Linked DNA regions of Mus musculus: regions 1 and 2 are each linked to region 3. A link is a contact called in public ChIA-PET and HiChIP or PLAC-seq data. All regions are on one chromosome and are shown on one strand. The core of a region is the stretch at or near the end of the contact, and the rest is flanking DNA. Distances in the headings are between cores, read along the strand shown.

Region 1 (4,177 bases), core at 66-2,565, 100 kb before region 3:
TCTAAGCCCCCCTGGACCATTCAGACACCGGTTTATTATTACAAAACTTCCGTATACATATTCTTGGGAGGTCAAGGGTCCCAGTTAGAGGATACTCTTGGGTAGCAAGCATTATTGTCTTCTCCTGGTCCCAGTTCAAGCTTCTGGGAAGGAATGTTCAAATCAGGGGTGCTTGGTGGCCTAGCAAGGTGGAGGAAGATTCCATGAAGGATCTGAGTAGCCTTGCCTTGTGAACTGGACCTCACAGCCACAGAGAACCTTAGCAGTGGGAAGGGGGATGCCATACAAAGCCTAGGCTAAAGGGCAGATCATAGGAAAGGCGACCATCCAGGCTCAGAGGTCAGCAAAACAAGGTTTTCTATCCCCACTATCTCAGAAAAGCTTCCACTGACAAACTGAGAGGAGGCATGTGCCAATCTGGAAACCGAGTTAGATGTCACTGCTGCCTAACTACCATCTGGGGAGCGGAGACACCCAAAGGCTCCCTTTACCTTCCCCTAATGCAGAGATTCACTGTTCTTCCCTAGATCTTGCACCTCAGAACTTTCCCGGTAAATCTGGGGCATGGGGGAGATGCCAGATGGGCAGGAAGAAGCCATGCTTTATATTTAGAAAAATATAATATATAATATATATAGAAAAAGAAGAATGGTACAAAGGTATAAATAAGTCCACAGTGGCTCTCTTCTCCATCACATGCCTTTAACTACCTGTCTCAGGTGAGCCTTCCCACTCCAAACACTCCTCTCCCATCTTTCCACACAACTCCTCACCCCACCCCACCCCCACCCATCGTTTACTCTCTGCCCATACCTCCTCTTTCTGCTCTTGTCTTGGGCACATATGCCCTCTTGGCACAGGGTCCACAGAACTTCCAGACTCACCAAGTACTATCCAATCTCACAGGGTCTTCAGAATCTCCTCTCTGCACTATGAAAGGCATTTTCACAACAGACAGAGAGGGTAGGTCAAGCATACTTCTGCAGGAGTGGTTCTTACCATGAGTGCTCAGCTGGTCCTTAAGGGCAGTTGCTATGGAAGAGATGCCAGGGCTGGTCTGAAGCCCCAGGCTCAGGACTGGGCTCCAGGCAACTTGTTCTGCATGGCACCTTCTGAGGAAAGTGTGGCTGAAGCAAGCAGCTGCCCCGGGGCCAGTGCGCTGAGCACCCTGGGGGATGTTCCTGTGGCTTTTCTCATCACTGACATCTCTGTTCTTTCACAAAGAACCCACTACATTGCACAGTTCCTCCCAAATCTGCTCCCGTGCCTGTTGGGAAATCAACAGCCCATGCAGGCCTTTCCAGATACAATTTCTAGAGGACTTCCCCTCCCACCCCCTTTCTCAGCCTAAAAAAAAATTGGCTTAGGTCAGAGCATACAATAGCCAAGCCTGTGTCACTGACCAGATGACTCCCACCCCAAGGCCTATGAACAAGGGCACCTTTGTCTACTGCATTTTAGACAGGACTCCCTGGGCCTGCCTTATCCCTGCTGGGAGAAGTTTCAGCCAACTTCTTCCCAAACCTAAGTCAGGGCTCTGGCTTGGGCCTGGCTCCAGCTGTGTGAATCCAAGGTCTGATAAAAGCCAGTATGAAAAGAGTGGAGAATTTCCAGAAAGAACGATTGTGTGAAACTAATCTCTGGCCTTGGCTTTCAATCTATGCTCACTATCTATCACCAAAGGCTGTAAGTAAAGACAGGGCTGGACCCAAGAGCAATGCTGTATCTACTACCAGTTATATAGGTTAGGTAGGGGCCTGGATCCCCAGTGAATCTGATGTCCTGTTTAAAAGCTTTCTGGAAGCTGGGGAGTCAGTTCTGTGGGGAGAATGTTTGTTGAGCTAGCATGAGAACCTAAATTCAGATCCCCAGAACACAAGAAAACCAGATATCCACAGTAGAATATGTCCATAACCACAGAGGTTTTAGGTAAGACAGAAGATAGGCAGGAAATCTGGAAGCTCCTGGAAGCTCGTGGGCCAGGTAGCCTGAGGTGTGGAAGGACAAACAAGAGATATCATCTCAAAGGAGGTGAAAGGCAAAGATTCGCAGCTGAGATAGGCATGCCATGACACACAGATGGCTGTGTTCACACATGCACACACACACATATGTGCACATACAGATGTACACACAGATAGACAAATAAACAAACAGAGGCCTTCTGGAGCCATTAAAGTTTTAGCACTCAGATTGTATATTTCTGTTTACTTTCTGTTACAAACTCTGGGATTTTAGCAACTGATTGCTTTTTGTGTGTGTGCTAGGACTCGAACTCAGGGCCTTCTGTATGCTAGATGAGCATTCTACCAAGAGGCTGCAGTCCCTGACTGGTTCTTTATATAGGATTATGTAAATCAGGTTACCACCCAGCAATGGAGTCAGTCCAGGGTCTCAGTGGTGCTGCTGTTACACTGCTCTGAGGTCTCAGACAAGGCAGGCAGGCTTCAGGTTTTTCCCAGAGGTTAAGTAGAGACACTTGAGTATCTTTCTAAATGGATGCGAAGGGAAAAATAAAACAGCACTTGGTGCAGTGAGGACACTGCGCACACTCGGTAAGAGCTGCTGCCGTGTTTTTATTCTCACAGTGGCTCAAAGTGTGGGAGACAGGCAGCTGTCCCCGAGCACAAGACAAAGTCTACATTTGATAACAAAAAGCAAATAAGCCGAGTGAAAAATCAGCACAGGTCATCCTTCCAAAGTTATAACATGGCCTGTAAGGAGACAAAAAGATGCTCAACATCATGGAAATATTAGGGAAATGCAAACCAAAACTACAGGAGTTATCACCTGCATCACTTGGGTTCTGGATACACACCCCAAAGAGTTGAAAGCAATGTTTTGAAGAGATATTTATACATTCTTATTCGTGACAAAAATAATCCAAGTGTCCCTTAATGGATAAATGTATAAACAACAACAAAATGTTGTTTAGGTCCTGGGGAGATGGTTTAGTGGTCAGTGTACCTGTTGTGCGATCATGTGGACCTGAGTTTGGGTTCCCAGCACTCATACGAAAAGCCAGGCATGGTCACGTATGTCTGTAACCTTAGTACTAGCGGGATGGGGGCATGAGGCAGAGGCAGGCAGAACCCCAAAGCCTGCTGGTTAGTCAGTCTAGCCAATCAGAGAGCTCTAGGTATAAGAGCCCATATCTCAAAAAATGTAAGGTAGAAAACAATTGAAGTAGACACTTATCATTGGCCTCTGGTCTACACACATGCACACATGCACCCCCCCACACACACACACAAACTTGAACACACACATACACAAGTTATGTAACAATAATAAATACAATGGAGTATTATTCTGTCTTTAACAAGGAAGGCACATTCTGCCATATGCTCCAACATTATGTTTATTTTACACTATGCTAATTGAATTAAACTCATCAAGATGGATACATTCTATGTGAGTCTTCTTAGATGATGTTCTTAGATCAGCCAAACTTGGAGACAAGAAGGAGACTGAAGAATGGAAAGTTACCTGGTGGTCCAGTTTTAATTCTGTAAGATGAAAAGATTGGCAGATGGATGGTGATGGTGACTGCATACAGCATAAATGCCTTTAATGTCACTAGACCCTACTCTTAAGCATGGTGACAGTGGGAGATTTTATGTTACCTATATCTGCCAACAATTTTTTAAAAAGGGGTTTGTGATGGGGACAAGTGGTTGGACTTAAGGGACCATGGGTCACTATTTCAGAAGATACACAGGTATAGCATCTCCAGCAAAGAAGTTATACACAGAGGAAAGCCAACCCCAGTCCCTTGGTGAGGGGAACTAGGAAGCCCAACTAGAAAATAAAGCTGAATGCATGGCTTATCTACAGCCTGCCCTCTGTGCAATCTGGAGAAACTGGAACATCACAGTCAATACCCAGTCAATGCCTGGCTTTCCTATGAAGGTCTGTAGCACAGACAAGAATGGCTGGCAATGGCCTCTGGTTTAAGCACGTCAGCTCTTAGCTTTCCATGTTGATGTGTCTCCATTCTCATCTCTCCTTCTCACCTACTGGTAGGACTTACCCTTCTCTTCTCAAGCCTGTGGCTGTGAGCAGCCTTGGCTGCTTGATAAACTCTCTTTCCTCTGTAATGCTGGGACTGCCATCAGCTGTAGTCATGGCCACTGATCTTTAACTCAGCACTCAGTCTGAGTAAGGTACCCTTGAA
Region 2 (3,821 bases), core at 27-2,526, 81 kb before region 3:
ACAAACAAACAAACAAACAAACAAACAAAAAATTCATGTTTCTGGGGATTAAGCAAAGACAGATCTGTGAGAGCCACTATCAGCTGCCCCACCCCCAACCACACTGAGTCAGGCTGCTGTCTGCATGTAGATCCTCATCGACATGTGCTGAGGAACCCCTTCCAACAGTCTCAACTCTGAGCTGAACCTGAAGACGGTGTGTGTCAGTCTCAGGACTTACATGCTCTGAGGACAGAAATGGCTTTGAGGAACGGTGGTGCAGAAACCCCTGGCTGATAGCTTTTCTCTGTGGTTTACAGAGGAAACAAAGACTGTGAACTGGGGTTTCCCAAAGTGTAGAAAGCCAGGGGGTTCCCGGAATGCTTGCAGCACTAAGATGAACCCTACACGAGGAGGTGGTTGGCCTAAGAGGTTCACTTTCTAAGTAGTTTTCTATTCATTTCATGGTCTATTAGTGAAAAAAGGGTAGAGCTTAAAGCCTAGGAGAACACTGATATTAGAGCATGACACTGTCGTGACCTTGCTAGCTAACCAACCCCGTACAAAGTACTGGCAACAACTACTATGAACTTGGGAGCTGAGTTCAAATCCACACCTGGCTTAGGCAAGATACTTGATCTCTCTGGACAATATCTGGAATAGGCAGTCCCCATGACAACAGAAATAATAGAGATGCTGTTATTAAGTTATACAGTGGTACGATTTAATTGGGCAGATGGACATGAAACATTGATGACTGCCCTGCTTTTGTGTATTCTGCTGCATGCCATAGCTCCTGCTCTTGTCGCTGGGTCCTACCATCATCCTTACTAGAATGTTCTAGTGAGATCTGATAGAATCAAGCATCCATCCCATGCCAGCTGGGTCTCCTCTGTCTCCTGTTATATTCTACTTCCCTCAGTTTTCCAACCAGTCAAATGGGTCCACTTCTCTAAGTCTCCTCCCGACCACCTAGAGGAAAGTCTGAACAGAGGCCACCCCACCAGTGGTCTCCACAGAACAACCTGACAACTCTACCTCCAATCTTAAGCCAAGGGTGTCTGAAAACTTCCTAGTCTTGTCCTGTTCTTCTGTCACAGCACGGTTGTTTGTTTGTCTGTATAGCTCTGCTTTCAAGACCCTGGCTCAAGTGGGTTGGAGTCAGGTACTAAACCCTTCCTGGTATTCTGAACCCTCGTTGAAAGTACATTTCTTAAGTGAGTCAGGTCCCCTGGAGGGAAGCAGATCTCAACATTCCTTAATCTTGACACTATCTCAGATGGTAGTCATGGTTACAGGCAAATAACGACCAGGGTGTGGCATCTTTGACACTGCCTTCACCCTGGTCACTAAGAGTGTTCTCCATCCTTCAGCACTTTTTAGTATGAGTCACAGCTGAGGCATAAGCCATGTGTGAAAAGCCCCAACAGGGCCTCCTGCTTCTCCTGTTCAGTGAGAAGTGAAGCCATATCACACCAGTACCCCGAGAAGGCAAGCCCCACCTTATTCGTTATTGAGAGACTGGCCCTCCTCAGGAGCAGCACTTGCCTCGTGGCACCTCTTCCTGTTTGGTTTAGGAAGGTCTTTTGCTGGTGCCGAGGCTGGTCTCAATCTGAGACGGAATATTGTGGGTCCTCTAGACCAGTCCTGGGTTTGATGGTTGGTTAATAGAACTCATAAGATTCGACACACTGTCTCTGCTCCTGGCTAAGGGCTATTTCAACAACAGGATACAAAATAACCCTCTGAAGGGCTGTGGAGACAGAGGCAAATCCTTGAGTAAATGAGTTGAGTTCTAGAGTCCTCCCCAGGGAATTTCTCCCAGCAGATAGAGTCATGTGGGGCATGCTGATCTCCCCCAGCAGTGATTGTGACAGAATGTGTAATTGTAATCACTGTCTACTAAGGAAACTCACGAGTCCCCAGGTCCAGTCTTTGCCACCCCTTCCCCAACCCTCCACACACAGGAGGATGTCAGAAAAGGACATCAAGTGTCCTGCTCTATGGCTCTCTGCCTTATTTCCTTGAGCCAGGGTCTCTTACTGAGCCTGGAGCCCAGTTGCCGCAATCCTCCTATCTCCTCCTCCCACAGAGCTGAGATAACAAAACACAGGGGTGGCCACGCCTGGCTCGTTTTGTTGCTGAGACTCTGAACTCAGATCCTCCTGCCTGTGTAATGTGCCCTCTGACCCAAGAACAATCTACTGTAACTCGAGGGTCCAGAATTATTATTAGGGGCTGGTTACACAGGCACCGTGTGCCTAGCATGTAGCCAAGCTGCAGGTTCTCAGAAGCAAAGCAGGTGTTTGGCATCAAGTACATGCATAGGAATAGTTTAAGAGATGGACCACTACCATCACTAGGAAATAGTGAAAACTTCTCAAACACTAGGTGAGGGGTGATATCACAAACTGGCCTGTTAAAGAAAGCAGGATCAGATATGCTAACGGCGCTTTTTAAAGATTCCTTTCTGTCTTTCTTTCTTTCTTTCTTTCTTTCTTTCTTTCTTTCTTTCTTTCTTTCTTTCCTTCCTTCCTTCCTTCCTTCCTTCCTTCCTTCCTTCCTTCCTTCTTTCTTTCTTTCTTTCTTTCTTTCTTTCTTTCTTTCTTATTTATTCACTTAGCATGAAGGATGCACATGCCATGGTCTGTACATGGAAGCCAAAGGGCAACTTGTTGGAGTTGGTTCTCTCTTTCTAACATGTGGGTACTGGGAACTGAACTCAGGTTATCAGGTTTGGCAGCAATCACCATAATCCACTGAGCCACCCCATCTGCTTCTATGCCATCTACTCTTCCTTTCCAGCGGTAGAATGCACCGCAGAATGGCCCTCCCCTGCTGTCTGGCCCCTGGCTGGCTAAATCCTGATAGCAAATTCTACACAGATGGCAGTTTCTGGAATGCCGTTGACAGAGTGCTTACTCTCCACAAAGCTCCCAGGTCCACGGCTGGCCTCTGCCCATTGTCAGTCCAGGAATGTCAGCCTCCAGGGTCAGTATGTCATGAGGATGAGAATTTTATGTAGCAGCAACAACCCCTGACAATGACTGCCAGGCACTGGGCCAAGCACTTGACACCCAAGAAGCTTGCTTTACTATTAATATCACTGTTTTATGATGGAGTCACCCATAGCCAGAAAACATGAAATGACTTGCCCAAAATCACGCTGTCAACAGGTTTGAACTCTGGTCCATTTGACCAGTGACCTTTAACCCCTAGATTCACTTACTTCCAAGAGCCTGTCTTTCCTTTGACCACCATTATAATTTTCAGCAAACTCAATATAGCTTTTCTTCTTTACTAATGGACTCATGCTTTTTTTTTCCTTTAAAGAATGTCGAAAATAAAGTGTTATGTTTACCTTCAAATAGGAAATTAGTGACATTTGCTAGAAACATGTAGTAACCATTAAAATGGTTACAGTGAAAATCTAGCAAGGATGTTCACCCTCGCTAGCTGCTGCTGGCTGCTGGGGCATCTGTCACCCAGCTCCACTCAGAGTCCTCGCCTTACCACAATCATGAACACTGAGGAAACACAAAGGAAAAGACTTCTCTCCATAGAAGTGTTGAGACTGAACGTCTTGCCCATAGATGATTATGTTAGCTTTCTGACACTCTGACAAAAAATAAATAAAATAAAATAAAATAAAAGGTATAATTTGGTTCATGGCCTGAGAGGTTTTTCCTCCATAACTCGGTCCTGTGGAGCAGGGAGCATCTTGGCAGGAGTGATGGAGAAAACTGTTCACCTGGTGATCATTAGGAGACCAACTAGGGAAAGAGGAAGGAAAGGCTGGAGTCCCAATATCTCTATCCATGGTAGGTCCCAGATGGGCTAAC
Region 3 (3,908 bases), core at 732-3,231:
AAAAGAATGATCTTTCCAAATGCCTACTCAAAACGGAGGCAATAGCTCAATGGTAGAGCCTTTGCCGGGCATGCATAAAGCCCCGGGCTCAACCCCAGCACACTAATGCCTACTTAATAGTCAATGAATATAGGAACCTCAGCCTCAACATGTCCAAAACAAACTACAACCCTTCTCCCAAATCTGCTGCTTACGATCCTCACTTCTTGTACTCACTCCTTCCTGTCTCTTAAGCCAATAAGCTTCGCTCTGGAACCATTTCCACTTATCTCTCAAGCTTTGTCCATCTGGTTGATCCCAAGTCCCATAGTCTTGCCTTCAAAACTCGACTGTGTTAGCCCTCTCAATATCAGCAACCTTGGTCAAAGCCAACACGACTCGTTGCTTGCATTACTGAGATAGGACTTACCACTCATCTCCCTCCTTCTGTCCTTCTGTCCTTCTGTCCTTCTACCTTGGTTTCCTTCATGGTCCAACCTCACAAAGCAGCAGAGTATCTCTTATAAGATGACCAAGACTTTCCTCTATCAAATCTGATCTAAAGTCAGGCATGGTGATGCGTGCCTTTCATTCCAGCACTTGGGTGGCTGAGGCAGATGGATCTCTGTGAGTTTGAAGCCAGCCTGATCTATACAGTGAGTCCTAGGTCAACCTTGCCTACATAATGAAACCCTATCTAAAACAAGTAATCTTTTAAAAAAGATATTCTAATTAAATGTCAGGTCTCCACTGTGCTGGTGGCCAGGGGCCCCTCTGATCTCTCAGTGCCTCTCCATAGTGCTTAGTCCCCCACACATCCATTTGCTCTAGCCACACTAACCTGCTGTCTATGCCAGGATGCTCAGGCCTCTGGGTTTTTGCACATTCAAATGTTTTCTGACTGGATAACCTTATTCCAGAAATCCACATTTGCATTTGTTCCCCGAGGTCTCAGGGACAACGCTCAGATGTCCACTCCTAAAGACACCTTGTTTGTCTATCCATCTAAATCTACAAATTTCCAAGTCACCAGTCTACTTAGTTTTGACGGCTCTGTTTGTTGTCTCAAACTAAAGCAGATAGACGAGGGCTGCAGAGCAGGGACCCCGTGGAATCTGATCATGGTGGTCTCCAGCTTCTGGGCTCCAGCTTGTGTAATGAGCAACTGCTCCAGGAGCAACCTTTCTGGCTTGTTTTGTTTGTGTTTGCGGTTGTTTGTTTGTTTGTTTGTTTGTGAACAGGATCTGCTGTCCAAGATTTTCCTAACTTGGGCTTTGAGCCTTAGGGATATAGTCATGTCTAGGCTAAAGAATCCCTTATCTTATCAGATATCTGAGGGGACTTCTAAAAGGGAAGAAAAGGTATAATGGCTCTTTAATGGTGACTTCAAGTCACCCCAGGGGATTTCTTTCCCTCAGAGCACTCCCAACTGTGCCAGCTCCCACTCACCCCACTCACCGATCTTAGCAACTCTGAGGCCACTAGGCACTTTCAGTTGTTGGGCCAGCAAAAGCCACTGGGAATCAACTGTCTTCTAAGCCTGAGGCCCAGCCAAGAGAAAAGATCCTCTAACTCCCAGGCATTTCTCTCCAGCTTTACTCCAGCCACAAAGAGCTTAGTAGGATCTGCCCTACTCGGCTCCATTCACAGAAAACCCTAAAACTTTCTTTACCCCTTAAGAAAGAATCTTTTCCTGTTCTGGTTTGGAAGAAGACCAGAGGTGTTAAAAGCGAACATCTTGACTGAATTTCCTCCAGGCAAGCTTTCCCTGGGTTCTCCCTCCAGCACAGCAGCCTCTCCTGCCAGATGGAGCCTGAGCCAGGCTGCTGGAACTCTGTCCAAAGCAGCACTCCTGCGGAGCATCGGAAACTCTGTCCCAGGCTGCAGGGTCCTCCACAGCTGGCTCCATGCCTGTCACCAAGACACAGGGATAGCAGTTCCTTCGACCAGACCCTTGGAAGCAAATGAGGAACATACCAATTTAGAGGGAAATTGGCTTGAACGCTGTGGAGAAAAGAGGCCTCTGCACTGGTTGAGTCACAGGAAGAGCCACCTGCGACTTGCACGGAACTTCCTCCTGACTTGAAAAACCTTAAAATGTGGCTGGGCGTGGTGGCCCGTCTCTGCAATCCCAGCACTTGGGAAGTTGAGGTAGAAAGATTGTTTTTAGTGTGAGGCCAGCCTAGCATATATGGGAATTTCTAAGACAGTGTCTCAAAGGAAAAGAAGGTAGAGGGAGGGGAGGAGTAGGAGGAAGAGGAGGAGGAGGAGAAGGAGGAAGAAGAGGAGGAGGAGGAATCGCAAAAAGTTAGGGGAAAAATATTCTCCAAAATGAATGCAGACCAACTCCAGGACTCATTTCCCATCTCCCTAAATAAACTCAGCCACATGGTTCTTATCTGCTATTAAAACCAGACAGCCCGTGCAAGGGAGGATAAAACATAGAAGAACACTGGTTCCAAGCAGCGTTGGAACCTCCGGCTGTGTGGTCTGAGAAAACTCCACAGCCTCTCTCTGGGTCTTGAGTTTCTTTATCTGAGAACTGGAATCCACTTTTCCAGGCTGTTTGGAAGATTAGATGAGAACGCTCCCTGCAGTCATTAAGGACTAAACAAATGAAGCCTTTGACAACTTACAGTAAGCTCTGTACTGCTTATATTCACAAGTGTATGAGGGGCAAGCTGCCTATGATGGGCGACATCTGTAATCCCAGGCTTAAGGTTTAAGGATCTCCAGACATCAACAACTAGAGGCCAGCCTGGGCTACACAAGGAGAGCCTGTCTCAAAAACAAGACAAAGCAAACAAAAACCCCCAACTGGGCTAGTCTATAGGTTGACTGGTAGAGTGCAAGCCTGTCATGTACAAAGCCCTAGTTTCAATCCACAACACGGAATATATCAGGCATGGAGATAACACACACACGAGGGGAAGCACTCAGGAGGTGGAGGCAAGGGGAATCACAAGTTCAAAGTCACCCTAAACCACATAGCAAATTCAAGCTATCTTGGGCTAAATGAGGAGAGAGCAAGTCTATGAGAGACACCATGAACAAACACATTAGGGGAAATCAAAGACCACAGCTGTCACTTTCCAGAGGCTTCAGGACACAGCATTCCCAAAGCAACACGCCCATCTGCTGCTCTTCCCCAAGTATTCCCCAGGTCTGCTGGCTGCATTTTTCTACATGCCAAGAGCCCATCAACCTGCCTCCTTCCTGGACCACAAACAGCCTCAAGCTTGTCTGGAAACCAAGCCAGAGACAGGATGACACTGCTACGGTTCACATTCTCTGTCCTCTCACCCAGCTTTGGCTGATGCTCTGCCATTGCCATCACCCAGGGCTGCTGAGTGTGGCTGGACACAGAGACAGCCCTCCACTTTCTTCCAGCTGCAGGGCACTGAACGTAGCACATTGTCAGCAGCCCCAGGCCAGCAAAAGACAGAGAAGGAGAAAGGAAAGCAGAATCTAGACACATCAGATAGCAACCACAGATGAGGATGTAGCAAAACATAAAGGGAGAAATCAAAGAAAAGATGGGGAACCAAAACCTGATTGCATCTGGCATCTAGTGGTATTGCTGGAGAGCCCAACCTTGCACTCCCCGCCTGTGTCCCATAAGAGACGTTCTGCAAGGCTGAGCAAGCAAGGCAAGGAGCTGAAGACCCATTGAGGAGATGGGCAAACTGTGAATGGACAAACCTCTGGACCAGGGCAGAGCACAGATCTGTGTCTGTTGTCTCCTTCATCAAGTGCTTTCCCCAGAACCAGTAACTTTCATGAAGAGCCAACATTTGGAAAGGCAGAATTAACCACCAAAAATATCGTGCATAGTGCTGCTCACAACAGCCCAACAAAGAACCAACCCGAAAGTCTATCTGCTGATAGAGGGAAATAGAATACTATTCAGTCAGAGAAGGAAATGAGTC

What was found. ChIA-PET counts read pairs in DNA pulled down with a chosen protein or histone mark. HiChIP or PLAC-seq counts read pairs in DNA pulled down with a chosen protein or histone mark.
Region 1: an H3K4me3 HiChIP or PLAC-seq map of bone marrow-derived macrophages shows a contact between it and region 3, with 3 times the contacts expected there. The contact joins the promoter of Gas7 here to the enhancer-like site in region 3. A contact is called at or near these places in 6 of 39 promoter capture datasets (cranial neural crest, embryonic stem cells, hippocampal neurons and 2 more), 5 of 484 Hi-C or Micro-C datasets (bone marrow-derived macrophages, cerebral cortex, neurons and 2 more), 4 of 115 datasets of contacts at active chromatin or transcription factors (bone marrow-derived macrophages, memory CD8 T cells and microglia) and 4 of 9 other capture datasets (adipose tissue, bone marrow-derived macrophages, liver and 1 more).
Region 2: an RNA polymerase II ChIA-PET map of memory CD8 T cells shows a contact between it and region 3, with 43 read pairs. The contact joins two enhancer-like sites. A contact is called at or near these places in 5 of 39 promoter capture datasets (cranial neural crest, embryonic stem cells, hippocampal neurons and 2 more), 2 of 484 Hi-C or Micro-C datasets (pre-pro-B cells and uterus), 2 of 115 datasets of contacts at active chromatin or transcription factors (bone marrow-derived macrophages and memory CD8 T cells) and 1 of 9 other capture datasets (bone marrow-derived macrophages).

The regions. Positions count from the first base shown.
Region 1 is chr11:67,583,638-67,587,814 of GRCm38.p6, reverse strand. It overlaps Gas7 (growth arrest specific 7), which reads right to left and starts at 1,315. Exons shown (of 14, transcript NM_001109657.3): 1 at 1,000-1,315. The coding sequence starts at 1,002.
Region 2 is chr11:67,560,891-67,564,711 of GRCm38.p6, reverse strand. It overlaps a transcript of Gas7 not described here. Among named protein-coding and RNA genes, the nearest start is that of Gas7, 24 kb to the left of the region's middle. Within about 2 kb of position 1,276, at least 117 of the 459 cell types and tissues checked have an H3K27ac peak or open chromatin away from gene starts, as enhancers often do. A contact at or near this core is called in bone marrow-derived macrophages and memory CD8 T cells, where this site is marked.
Region 3 is chr11:67,480,399-67,484,306 of GRCm38.p6, reverse strand. It overlaps a transcript of Gas7 not described here. Among named protein-coding and RNA genes, the nearest start is that of Gas7, 100 kb to the left of the region's middle. Within about 2 kb of position 1,981, at least 73 of the 459 cell types and tissues checked have an H3K27ac peak or open chromatin away from gene starts, as enhancers often do. A contact at or near this core is called in adipose tissue, bone marrow-derived macrophages, cerebral cortex and 2 more, where this site is marked.